3 separate regions of the Zea mays genome follow, and all the other regions are linked to region 2. Evidence: chromatin contacts called from public Hi-C data. All regions are on one chromosome and are shown on one strand. The core of a region is the stretch at or near the end of the contact, and the rest is flanking DNA. Distances in the headings are between cores, read along the strand shown.

Region 1 (4,469 bases), core at 242-2,741, 140 kb after region 2:
GCCATCGCCCCATATGCCTAAACCACAAGCTATGTGCCCAGGTAGCCGACGTTGAGGTCGATCCGCGGCTTCTTGCTCGCGGCCGGCGCTGGCGCCGGCGGGGCCGGGACGTGGGACTCGCAGCGCGGGCACCGCGGGTCGCTCCGGGAGATTAGCACGTACAGGAAGCACCTGGGGCACGCCGCGGCCACCATCCCGCCGCCGGAGGGCGAGTCGCAGCCGTCGCCCTGCTCCACGCCGCCGCCGCCGCCGCCGCCGCCGCCGCGGCGCTTCACGGAGGACGTGGTCACGGAAGACGACGACGGGGACGCGCCCGCGCCGCTGTGCTGCTGCTGCTGGTGCGGGTGCGGGGACTGGTGCTGCCTGCCGCGCTCGAACCGCTCCAGGGCCGTCTTCACCTTCTCGATCGTGCACACGCTGTGGTACGTAGCCGTGGCGCCGCCCGCGACCGCTGGTGCCGCTGCCGCTGCCGCCGTCGCGGCGCAGGGCTTCGTGGTGGCGGCTACCGGGAACAGGTTCAGGTCCCTCGGCGCCGCCGGGCACGCGTGCTTCTGCTGGTGCACCCTCGCGGGCTGCACGTGGGCGCACAAAAAAAAAACATTAGCTTCGTTTCTCAACTAGAGCAAGTACAACTGATTGTGATTATAGATAAGCGTAAGCTAATGCAGCTACTGATGTGCTAGTAAATTCTTCTATAATCACAACTGATTGTGATTATAGATAATAAAGCACAAAAAAGGACAGCATGCATGTGCAAGTACAGATTTTAGTATTTCGCGTTTAGTTTAGTGGGAATGTTTAATGGTTCTGGTAGAGCAACATGTTTCATATAAAATTCTGATCACGAGGGAATGGAATTTGGACTAATATTACTATTGACCACTTGCAAATCCAAACTGGATACTATAGGCTATAGCAGAATAGTCGTCTTGGATGGAGGCCTCGGACCAAGACTTTTCCACGTTGGAGAAAGCGAAGAAAGTTCTTCCTTCTTCGAAAAACTTATGAACACCAAGGTCAAGGTGCGCTCTTCCAATTCAATCAAGCAACATCAGCAAGCGGGTCCGATCCGAAGGCGAGCATGCACAGGCACATCACACGCAGAGGCAGGGGAGAGCAGAGAACAGAGAGGCTTTGCGAATTCAAAGACAGCACGGGGCCGAGGTGCTTACCACGGCGTCATTCCTGGCGGACGCGTCCCTGGCGTCGTCTTCGGCGGCGGCGCACCCGCCGAGGAAGTCCCTGGTGACGAGCTCCGCCGCCCTCCCGCCGGTGGCTCCCCGCGCCATGAACCCCAGCGCCTCGGCCGCCATCTCGCCTCTCGTCTCTAGCTCAGCCGCAGCATGCGGCGACGGCCGTTTCGCCTTGGCGGTGGCAGCTCTCAGGCGCGCAGGCAGAGAGAGAGAGGGAGAGAGAGACGAAGGGGGGAGGAGGATGTGTGTGTCGTGCACTCGCTGGTAGCAGTAGTAGTGCTAGCGCAGGAGGGGAGAGAGAGGAGGTGCGTGGGCGAGCAGGGCAGAGGACGAGGAGGGAGCGAGCGAGTGATAAAAAAGGGTCGGGGTTTGGAGGCACGTATGGGCGCGGCATTAATTAAGGTGTTGGAAAGGCGAGGCATGAGGACAAGATGTGCAATGAATGCGAGCGGGGTAGGCCGCATTGATGGCAGATGGCGCCCGCTGTGTGTGATGGGGATGGACCAGCCTATGCCACTCACTGCTCTGCGCCTCCCCCGTCTAGTACTCTCGTGTACTACGCGTAGCTGAACCGGAGGAGCCGAGCCGTCGTAGTTGAGTACCGTACTCCAGCTCCAGCGCCACACACACACTTGCGGGTTGCGTGGGGATCACGCGGGACCCACGCCCCGAGATCTTCATTGGGATCGGTAAACAATTGACACACTAGGAATGTGGTGCCGGACGAATAATCTTTTCCCTTTTTCTTAATTCTCGTAGCTTAGGGTTTTACAACTGCACTTAATATAGAGCTTCTTGAGTCTAAGGCCTAATTGAAAAAATAAAATAGGTGAACTCTTCGCGAAGAGTCCGTTTTTCACGACTTTCTATACACGTTGTGTCTTAGCTGTATTTATGATCTACTAGCTGAATGCCCGTGCGTTGCAACGGAAATATATAATACCAGTATACTACGATAACTTATATATAAAATATGTGTTATACCGTTATGCGAAAATGTTTCATAATCAATTTGTGATTCTGGCCATACATAAATTTTGTTATTCATAATCTATCTGTTTCACCACTATATTGCAACCATCAGTATCATGCAGACTTCGATATATGTCACGATTTGCATGGTCTCATTATTGGAGAGCATGTTTCACACATACCGGAAGAAATTCCCTCGTACATCGTTAGTCATCGGACACGTACCACCATACGCTTTTGCTTAAACAAAAAGGTGAGTGTGTGTATTTGCAAGACGAATGGTCAAACATCGTATAACCATAAAGTTAGAATACTATATTAATATATTAAATAAATTAATCCAATAGATATAGATTAACCCAATTAACATAGAATAAAATAAATATCTAATTATAAAAGTATGAAACATGGTATAATCAATGTTGTTACTGCGTAGTAAATATTCATACGAGACTAACACAACTGAAACAGTTCAATTTAGAATTAAAATGAGGAAGCTGCGAATTTCCAAAGTTTCTATGTATTTGATATATGATTAATTAGGAAATCAATTTATTGTTGTTTTCATGACAAAACATAGGTATTATGTGATAAAAAATAATATTATAGAATTATAGAAATTGGAATGAACTTATTTGGATTTAATATGAAATTTCCATGAATTAAATGGGTTTCTGCAATTATTTTTAAACTAAAAATCAATTTCTAAACTCCTTTTCCCTATTTTCTTTATTTCCTAGACTGCGTTCCAAATTCCAGAAAGATCAGGGACCAAGCTATAAATGTTTTTCTAGACTCAGTGAGCATACAGAATGGACGGCGGGTTAAACACAAATAAATTCTTAGTTGAAGTTGTACACAATTCAACATGAGTCATGTTGGTTAGAGGGTGGAAGGCTAGGCATCCTACTCAATAGATCCAAGGTTCAATCCCTAAGCAGCCATAGTTTGATTTTTTTTCTGCGCGCGAAACGGGGGAGGGCAGAACGGCAGAACACGGGAGAGGGCAGAACGGCAGACTACTCTTACCTTCTTAATAAGTAGTATAGATAGTCTCAAGGTTGTATCATGAAGTCTCTTAGCCATCTCTTATAATTAGGCCGTCCGCAATGGCTGTCTCAAATAACTAAATGATTTGGAGCTGAGAGAAAAATAAAAATAGTAATCTATCTCACCACTAGTATTCGGTCACACACGTAATACACCCAGTTTATTGAAATACGTGAAATCTTTTATCTATTTGGTCATCACTAGTATAGGTATACATTCGGGACGCCCGGCCGGGCCTAAGCCCGAAAAGGCCCGTATTGTTTGAATTTCGGGCCGGTTCGGCCCGATTGAATTTTGGGTCGTGCCGCGTCGGCCCACGGGCCTAGCCCTCGGCTCATGACCTGGCACGTAATTGCTTAAACGTGTCGGACTCATTTCGGGCGGCCCGAAATTCAATTTTGGGCCGAAATTCAGTTTTTGGCCCGAAATTCATATCAGGACCCAGAATTCACATCAGAGTCCTAAATTCAAAACAAATTTAATAAAGCAAATAAAAGATAAGACAAATAAATTTGACCAAAAGCAAACTTAATATTTGTATTAAGTTACCGGAGCTATGCAATGACTACCTCGTTTACAAATCATTTTGTTAGAAGAAAAAAGAGTATAGTCAGCTCTATACAAAGTTCGTAATTTCATTTCATTATCTAATGTTCATAACAAAAATAAAATTACATCACATACTCTAATTCAAAGCTACAAAAAACATGTAACTAGCATTATCTCTAGCTTTGTGTTCTTTATAAAGTGCATGAAAATGTGGAATAAAGTGTGGTTTTAATAAATATATGGACCTTTTCGTGCCTCTATATGGGCCATTTCGTGTCTACCTTAAACGGGTCGTGCTCGTGCCCGCCCATGGGCCACGACCTAGCCCAAATCCGGCCCGACACTAAAATATTTTAGGCCGTGTCGTACGTGGACCGTGCTTTTTTTTCGTGCTTCGGGCCGGTCCATTAGATCCGGCCTAAATATACACCTATAATTACTAGCTATTCTCGTTTTCCCCATATTTTCTATCCATGTAGGAATAGCTAATCATTGGAGACGCCTTTAGAAAATCAAACTTGTGTCACATGACGTTATCGTCATAATATCGAATGCATGCGGAAGTTTCCGTCACACTCACTAAATAAAGAAGTTTGTTTCACAGTTCTATATTACAAAATCTCATATATTCAACACAAATCACGTATATCTATATTACATACCACTACACTGCTCCCTCACATGCTTCTCTGCTCCCATTTTTTT
Region 2 (4,568 bases), core at 1,929-4,428:
GAAGTGAAGAGTGGCGGTAGTCGCCCGGCCGGCAAGATGACTGCAGCAGCCTCCTGCGGGGTACGGTGACTCTGGACGATCGAGCACGAGCACCATCATCAGTGGGCACGAGGCTCCCCTCGTTTCGAGTCGTCGGAGGTACGACGACAACGGCCGGTGGAGCTTCGGCGGCCCGTCGCGATCAGCCGATCTCTACAGGACGCAGCCGTCGACGTGTCGAGCGCTATGCATGCATGGTCGTCTCTCCCTTTTACTCTGGCTCGATCACCAGTACTTTTGGCAACATTTGCGCAGAGGCGACGGACAAAGGAAGGCGGGATGGATGAAGGACCGACTGACAGACCAGGATATAGCTAAGGTGGGCTGGCCGACCATATATAATGCTGTCGCGTTCCGTGCTGCTTCACACAAAAATAAACAAAAAAGAAACCGAACTATATGTCCTGACAGATTCATGCATTTGTATAACTCAAAAGAAAAATAAATAGGTACCCGGACGTCGGGGCCAGCCCAGACCGTAGAGCTACGTTGACGGGCCGCGACGCCTCTAGATCTTCTTCGCCACGGCCCAACTAGTTCAGCAGCCCAGAACAAGTTTCCGCAGGCGCTTGGCTTGATACACCACGTGGGCAGATGCGGCAGGCGCTGCGAAACCGCGGACGGGCAGGCACGCACAACGACGCTTCGCGTGCGGACTTGAGCGACGTTTGCACGGGCACGAAGGCCTCCAAAAGTCGACGGTCCGAGCGAGCCGACTGTGACGTGGCCAACACGCCAAGGTCAGGATGCATATGATAGGGAGGGACCAACCTGTACCTGTAGCCGACGCAGGGATTTTAGCGGTGACTGGGTTTCTACTTTCTTCCGGTCACTCTTCGTACCTTCTCGCTCTTCTTTCGCCATTTCTACTTAATTCGTTAGTGTTAGTCTGTTAGAGATTAGAGTGTGACACTCCTGCGTTATACAAGAAGCCCGATAAATCGAACATTGCTGCGCGTTATTGTCGACGCGAGAAATCATGTACTATCTGCTTTATTTCCTTCGTCATCTTTCCTCACGAAGATTAGACACCGTTGTAGTGTGTCAGAAACACCGTTTTCAAAGTGTCCGGATCATAATTACCAAACTCATTTTGTACGTTCGCAACCGGTTTAACCAAATTCCTAGCGATCGATCCTGTCAAAGGTTAGTGATTAGAGAGAAGAGTAATAACGAATCCTAGGTCAATCCTAGTTCCTAGGTCCAGTACATTCAGATCTAAGCCTGGGCTGAGCTACAGCTTAGCACCGGCGGTGTCACTTGACACTGAGGGCTTGTTCGGTTACACCAATCCAGAGGGGGAATAAATAGGTTTAAATCCCTGCCTAGTCATTTTTTACTAGGAGGGGATTTAATCTCCTCCAATCCCCCTCTGGATTGCTGTAACCGAACATGCCCTGATGGGTTTCAAAAAAAAAAACATACTGTTACTAAACACTACAAACCCAATGCTACATGGATCATGCCTTGACGGCTAGCACCCCCGGCCTAAGGACAAAGACTACGATCTGGTCAACAAACTACATAACACAATGAACAAAACATAAAAGAAAATTAACACTTGCTTTCGTTATATACTCTCATCTTATTTCGAATGTCGAATTACTGATAATTTTTTTTCCTCATATCAAATTGGGAATACCGAATTACCGGATACCATTTTTAAACTATGCCAAACATTTATGAAAATTACAAACGCATATTAAATTTTTCTTTGTATCCACCAAATATTTATATTGGAACAAGTTCTTAAGTATAATCGTATCCATAGTACTATACGTTTGGTTGCTATATATCCGTGTAGAGTAGCGACAGACTTTGTTTGGTTGCTTGCACCGAGACTGTATTAGAGAAGGACATATATATAAATCTTTAAATACGATATAGCTAGCATGAGTGATCTAGTTTTGTTAAAAAAAATCTTAGAAACATAAATATAAAATAGGCCTGGTGATTAAATTTTTATTAAAATATATAATAGAAAAATAAACTAAAAATTATCTCGGATTGTGTGTGCCTGCATAAGCGCAGCCTGCATACAACTGCATCTCTGTGGAGCCTGGCTCACCGATCCTTTTTACATGCCAAGCATCAGTATCTGCTTATTCGACCATCAAACAAATTGTGCTTCAAAACTCCATGGATGCAGTTGCACATTCGCAACAGTGAATCAATCATGCGGTAAAAGTCTACCTATGATTCTTACAGTGGAGATATAGATGATATCTCCGATAGATCTCGGAGATTAGTTTACTCAAACAGAACTAATCAAAAATAACAGACAATTTAGGTAAACCAACACAAAGGACCCTCACATCTTCCCTTTCCGGGCTTATTCGTTTCACCGTTAATCCATGTAGATTAAGTGGTACTGAACATAGCAAGTCAAAATCTAACCTAATTCATTCAAATACACTTAAATCCACGTAGCATTGGCACAACCGAGACCTCAATATTCTAATGAGTTGGCGACGAGTCCTTCCCTCGCATCACTCCTGAATCTTGTAACGCTAGCACCATACACTACAACATGAGAGCAGAAGTCGTCCTCTCTAGAGCTCTAGAGATGGACAGGGCCACCCCCCTCTGCCCGCCCCGGACCCGGTTAAGCTCGGCTTGCCAGGCTCAATTAGAAAACCGGGCCGGGACTTTCAAGCCCGTGGGTTCGTTTCCCTGTTCGAGCCTGGTCTGATGTGGGCCTAAACGGCCGGCCCGGTCTGGCCCGGTAAGCACGGAAAAGGTAGACCGAAAACGGGTTAAGTGGATCGATAAGTACGGTTTAGGGTTAAGTGGATCGATAAGTACGGTTTAGTGTAAAAAAAACGGGTTTGGTGAGATTAGAGGTAAACATGTCGTGCCGGATTTAGTTTGCTGTCTGTGTCCGACTCGCTTATCTGTGTCAGTCCGCCCTGAGCCCGTATAAAAGAGGACCGAATCGAGCTCGATCGGCAAAAAAAAAAGTGTTTGGGCGCCTTTCTGTACATGTATAGTCCTCTCTCCGGTCTAGCTAGACATCACTGTTGACTGAAAGCGCATCGTGTATTGGCTCAAATCCCTGTTCAACGACACGGCGAACCTAGCTAATCCACGATTTCCTTTCGGAATTGGGGAATTACACTCCATGATTTGTGTCTGTCCAGGTCAACATCTTTGGACCGGCAGGCACAGGAGAGAGAGAGAGGGCGGATCAAAGGACCCAAAGCTCGGTCAAAAGATTCTGCAACTGCCATAAACTCCCGCCCGCCGCGAAGCCGCGCTCGTCCCAGTTGCTCAAACTACTAGTATATCCAGAGCTCTTGCATCCAACCCTATAAATCCACCCAGCTCTCGCTCGTTTTTCCGCAGCTGACCACCAAGCCTAAGAAGAAGACGCGATCCAATCGAAGGCAATCATCATCATCATCATCTCTCTCTCTCTTACTCGTCGGGGTCGGGCAAACAAACGCACTGCAGCATCTGGCCATGGCTTGGACGAAGAGGAAGACTGGCGGCAGCGGGTCACCCGCGCGCGGGGCCGGCGCCTACGAGGAGGAGGAGAAGGTCCCGAGAGGGCACGTCCCGATGCTGGTCGCTGACGGGGACGGCGGCCACGGCGAGCGGGTGCTGGTGCCGGTGACGCTTCTCAGCGACCCTTGCGTCGCGGAGCTGCTGGACATGGCGGCGCAGCGGTACGGGTACGGCCAGCCGGGCGTGCTTCGGGTGCCCTGCGACGCCGGCCACTTCCGCCAGGTCCTCGACGGCGCTATGCACAGATGCGGGATCAGCGTCGCGTGAACACAGCCACAGTTGGCAGCTACCCGAGCACTGAGGAGAAAAACAGCTCCCGTGCCGCGAGCCGGCGACCAAGCTAACTTGTAGGCTTGTAGCCTTGTACACTTATAATCCTAGATGATTAGTTTGTTCTTGAATATATTGATTCATTTGATCCATTCAATTTTATAACTGTAGACGCAACGCAACATGACACCACAAGTCAATCTCAGGGCCTGCATATATTATTATAGTGTCTACTGTTTTTTATCAGCTCCATTAGTCCACAACAAAATAGTACGCAGTTACTCCAAGAAAACAAATCTTGTATCATAAATAATCAGGAATGATCATTCCCATGCTGACTTGGACAGTTTCTTGTCGTATTGACACAGAAGGGAAGGATCGACTTGAACATGTCGTCATTGTGGCAACAATAGAGATCGACAGTCCACCACAATATGTGTTAGAACACTAAATTTAAGTCGGACGGTTAGGCCTTCGAATAGTCCGGCTTGTTAGTCTGGACCGTTCGAGATTAAGGGTTTGTTTGGTTCGTCGCAAACTACGACACACTTTGACTAAGGTTAGTCCTTTAAATTGAAGAATTAATCTTAGACAGAAAAGTTAGCCAAAATATGACAAGTTAGACAGGGAACCAAACATGCCATAAACCAGTTCAAACGAGAGTCCTGATTTGTTGATTCTGTTCCCATGACTTCATCCGTCCTTGTTCACATGACTTCGTCTGTCTTCTGTTCACTCCTACTGGGTGGTTC
Region 3 (3,954 bases), core at 451-2,950, 200 kb after region 2:
GCGGGTGAGTACAGGGGACTATATGTAGCACGGGCAGCTAACAAATTGAATTCGAAAATGACAGGACAGCCATATATGCACACGTACGTACTACGAACGTTTACGAAACTGTGGCGAGAGAGGAGGCGTTCACGGATGCACAGCTGGAAATTAAAGTGCGTGCGCTCCATTCTTTTTGGAAATAAAGGTGGTTGTGTGGCTAGCTGTTTGGATTCAGAACCATGCACGTCGAGAAGAAAACCTTGCTATAGAGATGGAGCTGATTAAACGACGACTGAGATGATGAGATGACAGTGTACTGCCGTAGTTAGCTCGGATGCAGTATTCATTCATTCATTCATCAGTACTAAATACTACGATCGATCGCGTGAAAGATGAGTGAGAAAGACTAGTCAGCGAGAATCATTGCTCGATACGTTCACGTCAGGACAGTGCTGTGTGTGCAGCAATTAACACCTGCTGTGGTTGATACGCCGCCGTCTGCTTCGTACAGGCGCAAATTTATTAATAAATCCGCAATCATCAATTAGGGCTTATTTTTCCGCTTCAACTCTGGCTCATGCAAAAGTTTTGCCAAACACCTCTTTTTCAAATGGCTTCACCAGTGAAGTGCTTTTCCAAAATGAACTAGAGGGCATGAGCCAAAAAAGTGGCTCACCCGGCTTCAGCTCACGTCATTTTTGCACAATAGCCCTCCCACCAGTCCAAATTATTTTTTTGGTCCTGCCCTCAATCCCTAGCCACGTACAGGAGAGATCGACCAGTATCGGTCTATAAAAAGTAAACTATATAAGGGTCTTTCTGAAAAACAACCTATAAGCCGTTTTGCCAAATGATTTTTCAGAATCGCTTTGGCTCATCTAAAGAAGTGGCCTCACCTCGTGAGCCAGAACCAAAGCCGTTTTTGGAGAAGCCAGAGTCCTGCCAAAGGGGCCCTTAATATGACCCCCTGCTGCATGGTGCATAGTATATGCATGCCATGCGCCACCGTATCGGTACTACGCTACTACTGGTTAGGCACAGTCGATTGAATGATAGTAACTAGCACGGTATGATACTGGTTATGCTACGGAACACCGGCCGGTCAGTACTGTTTGTCTATGTATACTGTCTATACGTGCGTACTAAGTACAGAAGCGCTGCATATGCCGGCCTGATGGTATGCACCACACTTAGGACTTAGGAGAACTGCAAGTTTATTAGCATCTAGCTATAGTATGCGCACGCACATTGATGATGCCGCCATCCGGCCGTGATACAGGCACTGTTTACCATTTCAGTTCACGACGGACGGATCAAGCAATGGTCGGATCGATGTCCTGAGAAACAGCGTACCACCAGAATGGCAGTGTCAGTGAGCGAGCAGTGCACGTCCCGGCCGGCCCGACCTGCGCTACGGCCGACATGCTTTCAGTGAGCCGTCCAGACAGCTCGCGCGGGGCAACCTGGACCAGCTTGCCTCTGTCTGATCGACTGCCGATTGCACAGGGTATGCATATGCTATGCTATGGATGAACAGAGGCATTGCATTCGCCGTTAACAGCCCCGTTCCTCGGTCTCTGGTGTCCAAAACTAATCGGGAAAACGGGCCTCGCTGTGTTCTTTCTACTTCCATATCCATCACCTCTGGTTCTGGGACCGTCCATTACGTCCCGCAACGGCAGCGTCATCTTCAAGGCCCACCATCAATTCTGGATGGAGATTTTGCAGGTGACTGGCCCGGCGGTCCAAAAAGGGAAGTAGGCTGGCCCAAGGCGTGCGCCCTTTGCCGTCTAGCAGACTCCACGGAAGGTCATTTGTTTCTGGGTCTAACGGGCCCGTGATTTTCATCCGTATGGGTCCACATCCACCGGTGCCCTCGTTAGACAAAGCATTTTTTTGTATTAGAATATTTGTCCATGGTTATATAGACAAATAGATCACCAAATCTATTTTTTATAATTTATTTATTTATATATACAAATATTTCTAATATTTTCTATAAACTTAGTCAAATTTTTTAAAAAAACTAGTCATATGGCCGTGCATTGCTACAGTATATATATATATATATGATATAGGATAAATTTTGTTTTAATAGATCACAAAATATATTTTTTCTATTGATTCGGTGGTTGTGAATATGGAGCCAACAAACAAGATTCAAACACTCACTTATACATAATTTTAACTTATTTTTTATATAAACTCTCCTATTATAGTATTAGAGAAAAGATTGTAGGGGTGCGAGTTAATTCTAAAGAAATATAGGTTTTTTTGAAAAAAAAAATTGATACGGGACGATGGTTGAAACTGATGTTTTAATATAGTATAAAATAAATAATTATAGTATTTATAAAAATATTTGTTATGACTAGTTTTGTATTTTGTAGAGGGTGTAGATGCACTCTCTAAAATGAATAGATTCGTCTCTCAGGGCCGGAAGAACTGAGGAAAAAGGAAGTGTGCGGTGTACGGGTAAGAGAGACGTTCGACCGTATCAAGAGAATTATTGGTAGGTGGTACTCCCATTTGATCACTACTAGTATATCGATTGACGACGACATATCTCTCCCTGACAGCATTCCAAATGCTGCCCGAATGAAAAAAATAAAGAGAGGGATGGATAAACAATATGTCAGCCAAGCGTGACAAGTGCTAGCTAGGTAGCGACCGAATGCGACCACACGGGCAAGCGACATCCAGCTTACCAATTGGCACATGTACACCAGCTGCCGTCGTAAGTACGTTAGCCCACGCAGGTCATCAGGCCAAATTAATATAATTTCGCATAGCAAAGATACATGTATGTGCAAGGGCAACACTCTATTTCTACATTATCCGATGGGTATCTGATATGTGGGCCATCCAAATTCATTATACTATCCTAAATTCACATTTTTCAATTTCCATGCATAACATGTTGTTTAGTTTTAATATTGTTGTTTGATGTTGTTGGAATGGTGAAATTATTAGATTGTGATAAAATTATTGTTTAGTGCTAAATGTTGAATTATAGTGGGCGGGCGAGTAACACATATCCGTTGGGTATAGCGGATATCCGACGGGTACGGATATAGGTACAGATCAATACCCATGAACGTATATGGATACATATATGGGTTGAGTTTTGTCTCGCGGCTATGGATTCACGAATCATATATCCATGTCCTACCCGTCCGATTGTCATCCCTAACCGGAGGAAACGAGACCCACGATGTCTCAGCCAAAAGCTCTTAGTGAAGACGGTGGGGAGTATCCAATAGGGGCTAGAAGTGAAGCACCACTTGCACGTAAATAAGGCCCGCTACTACCTACAGAGTAACCTATTTGATGTGCTTGGTCCTTGCACGAGCTTTCTTTTACGTAGGGACACCAACGAAGATTAGTAAGAACCTTGGACGATTCTAGATACCTCCACTGCCACTCAAAAATGTACACCATTCTAGTTTTATCATAAGTCAAAATGCTTGTAGCTTTGATCAAACCTGTAGAAGTGTATAAACATCTACAACATCAAATGAATGCACTGTATTTGTTTGTTTTGGAAAATTATATATAACCCTGCTGCCATTAAAAAATATACATCATTTTAGTTTTATCCTAAATGATAATATGCTTGTAACTTTGATCAAATCTGTAGAAGTGTATAAACATCCACACCACCAATATATAATGCATTATATATCAATATATATTCCATTGTGGATTTAATGAAGCTAATATTTTTGTTGTACATATTGGTGTTGTTGAGCACCAAAATGGCCACCAGACAGTCCAGCCCTATAGGTCAGAGAGTACGCGGTCCGGTCCCCACATACGTAGAATCAGTTAGGGTTCCGGGTTTCTAGCGGGATTTGTTAGCAAAACCTGCGGGATTAACTCGATAACCAACTTGTAATGGGTCCAGACCTCCCCTTTATATAGATGAAGACGGCTGATTGAACTCCCACAATCGATCCAATCAAACCAAGT

What was found. Hi-C and Micro-C count contacts between places; a contact is called where the count stands out from the background.
Region 1: a contact with region 2 is called in a Hi-C map of leaf, with 7 times the contacts expected there. The contact joins the promoter of LOC100277418 here to the promoter of LOC103643781 in region 2. A contact is called at or near these places in 5 of 25 Hi-C or Micro-C datasets (ear, endosperm, leaf and 1 more).
Region 3: a contact with region 2 is called in a Hi-C map of leaf, with 2.5 times the contacts expected there. The contact joins the enhancer-like site here to the promoter of LOC103643781 in region 2. A contact is called at or near these places in 6 of 25 Hi-C or Micro-C datasets (bundle sheath, ear, leaf and 2 more).

The regions. Positions count from the first base shown.
Region 1 is chr1:265,177,164-265,181,632 of Zm-B73-REFERENCE-NAM-5.0, reverse strand. It overlaps LOC100277418, which reads right to left and starts at 1,491. Exons shown (of 2, transcript NM_001165631.1): 1 at 1,173-1,491; 2 at 1-572. The coding sequence starts at 1,313. The coding sequence ends at 30.
Region 2 is chr1:265,322,171-265,326,738 of Zm-B73-REFERENCE-NAM-5.0, reverse strand. LOC103643781 (Putative auxin-induced protein family) reads left to right here and starts at 3,178. Exons shown (of 1, transcript XM_008666942.4): 1 at 3,178-4,062. The coding sequence starts at 3,502. The coding sequence ends at 3,813.
Region 3 is chr1:265,125,862-265,129,815 of Zm-B73-REFERENCE-NAM-5.0, reverse strand. No RefSeq gene overlaps it. Among protein-coding and RNA genes, the nearest start is that of LOC542416, 48 kb to the right of the region's middle. Within about 2 kb of position 1,700, at least 18 of the 20 cell types and tissues checked have an H3K27ac peak or open chromatin away from gene starts, as enhancers often do. A contact at or near this core is called in bundle sheath, ear, leaf and 2 more, where this site is marked.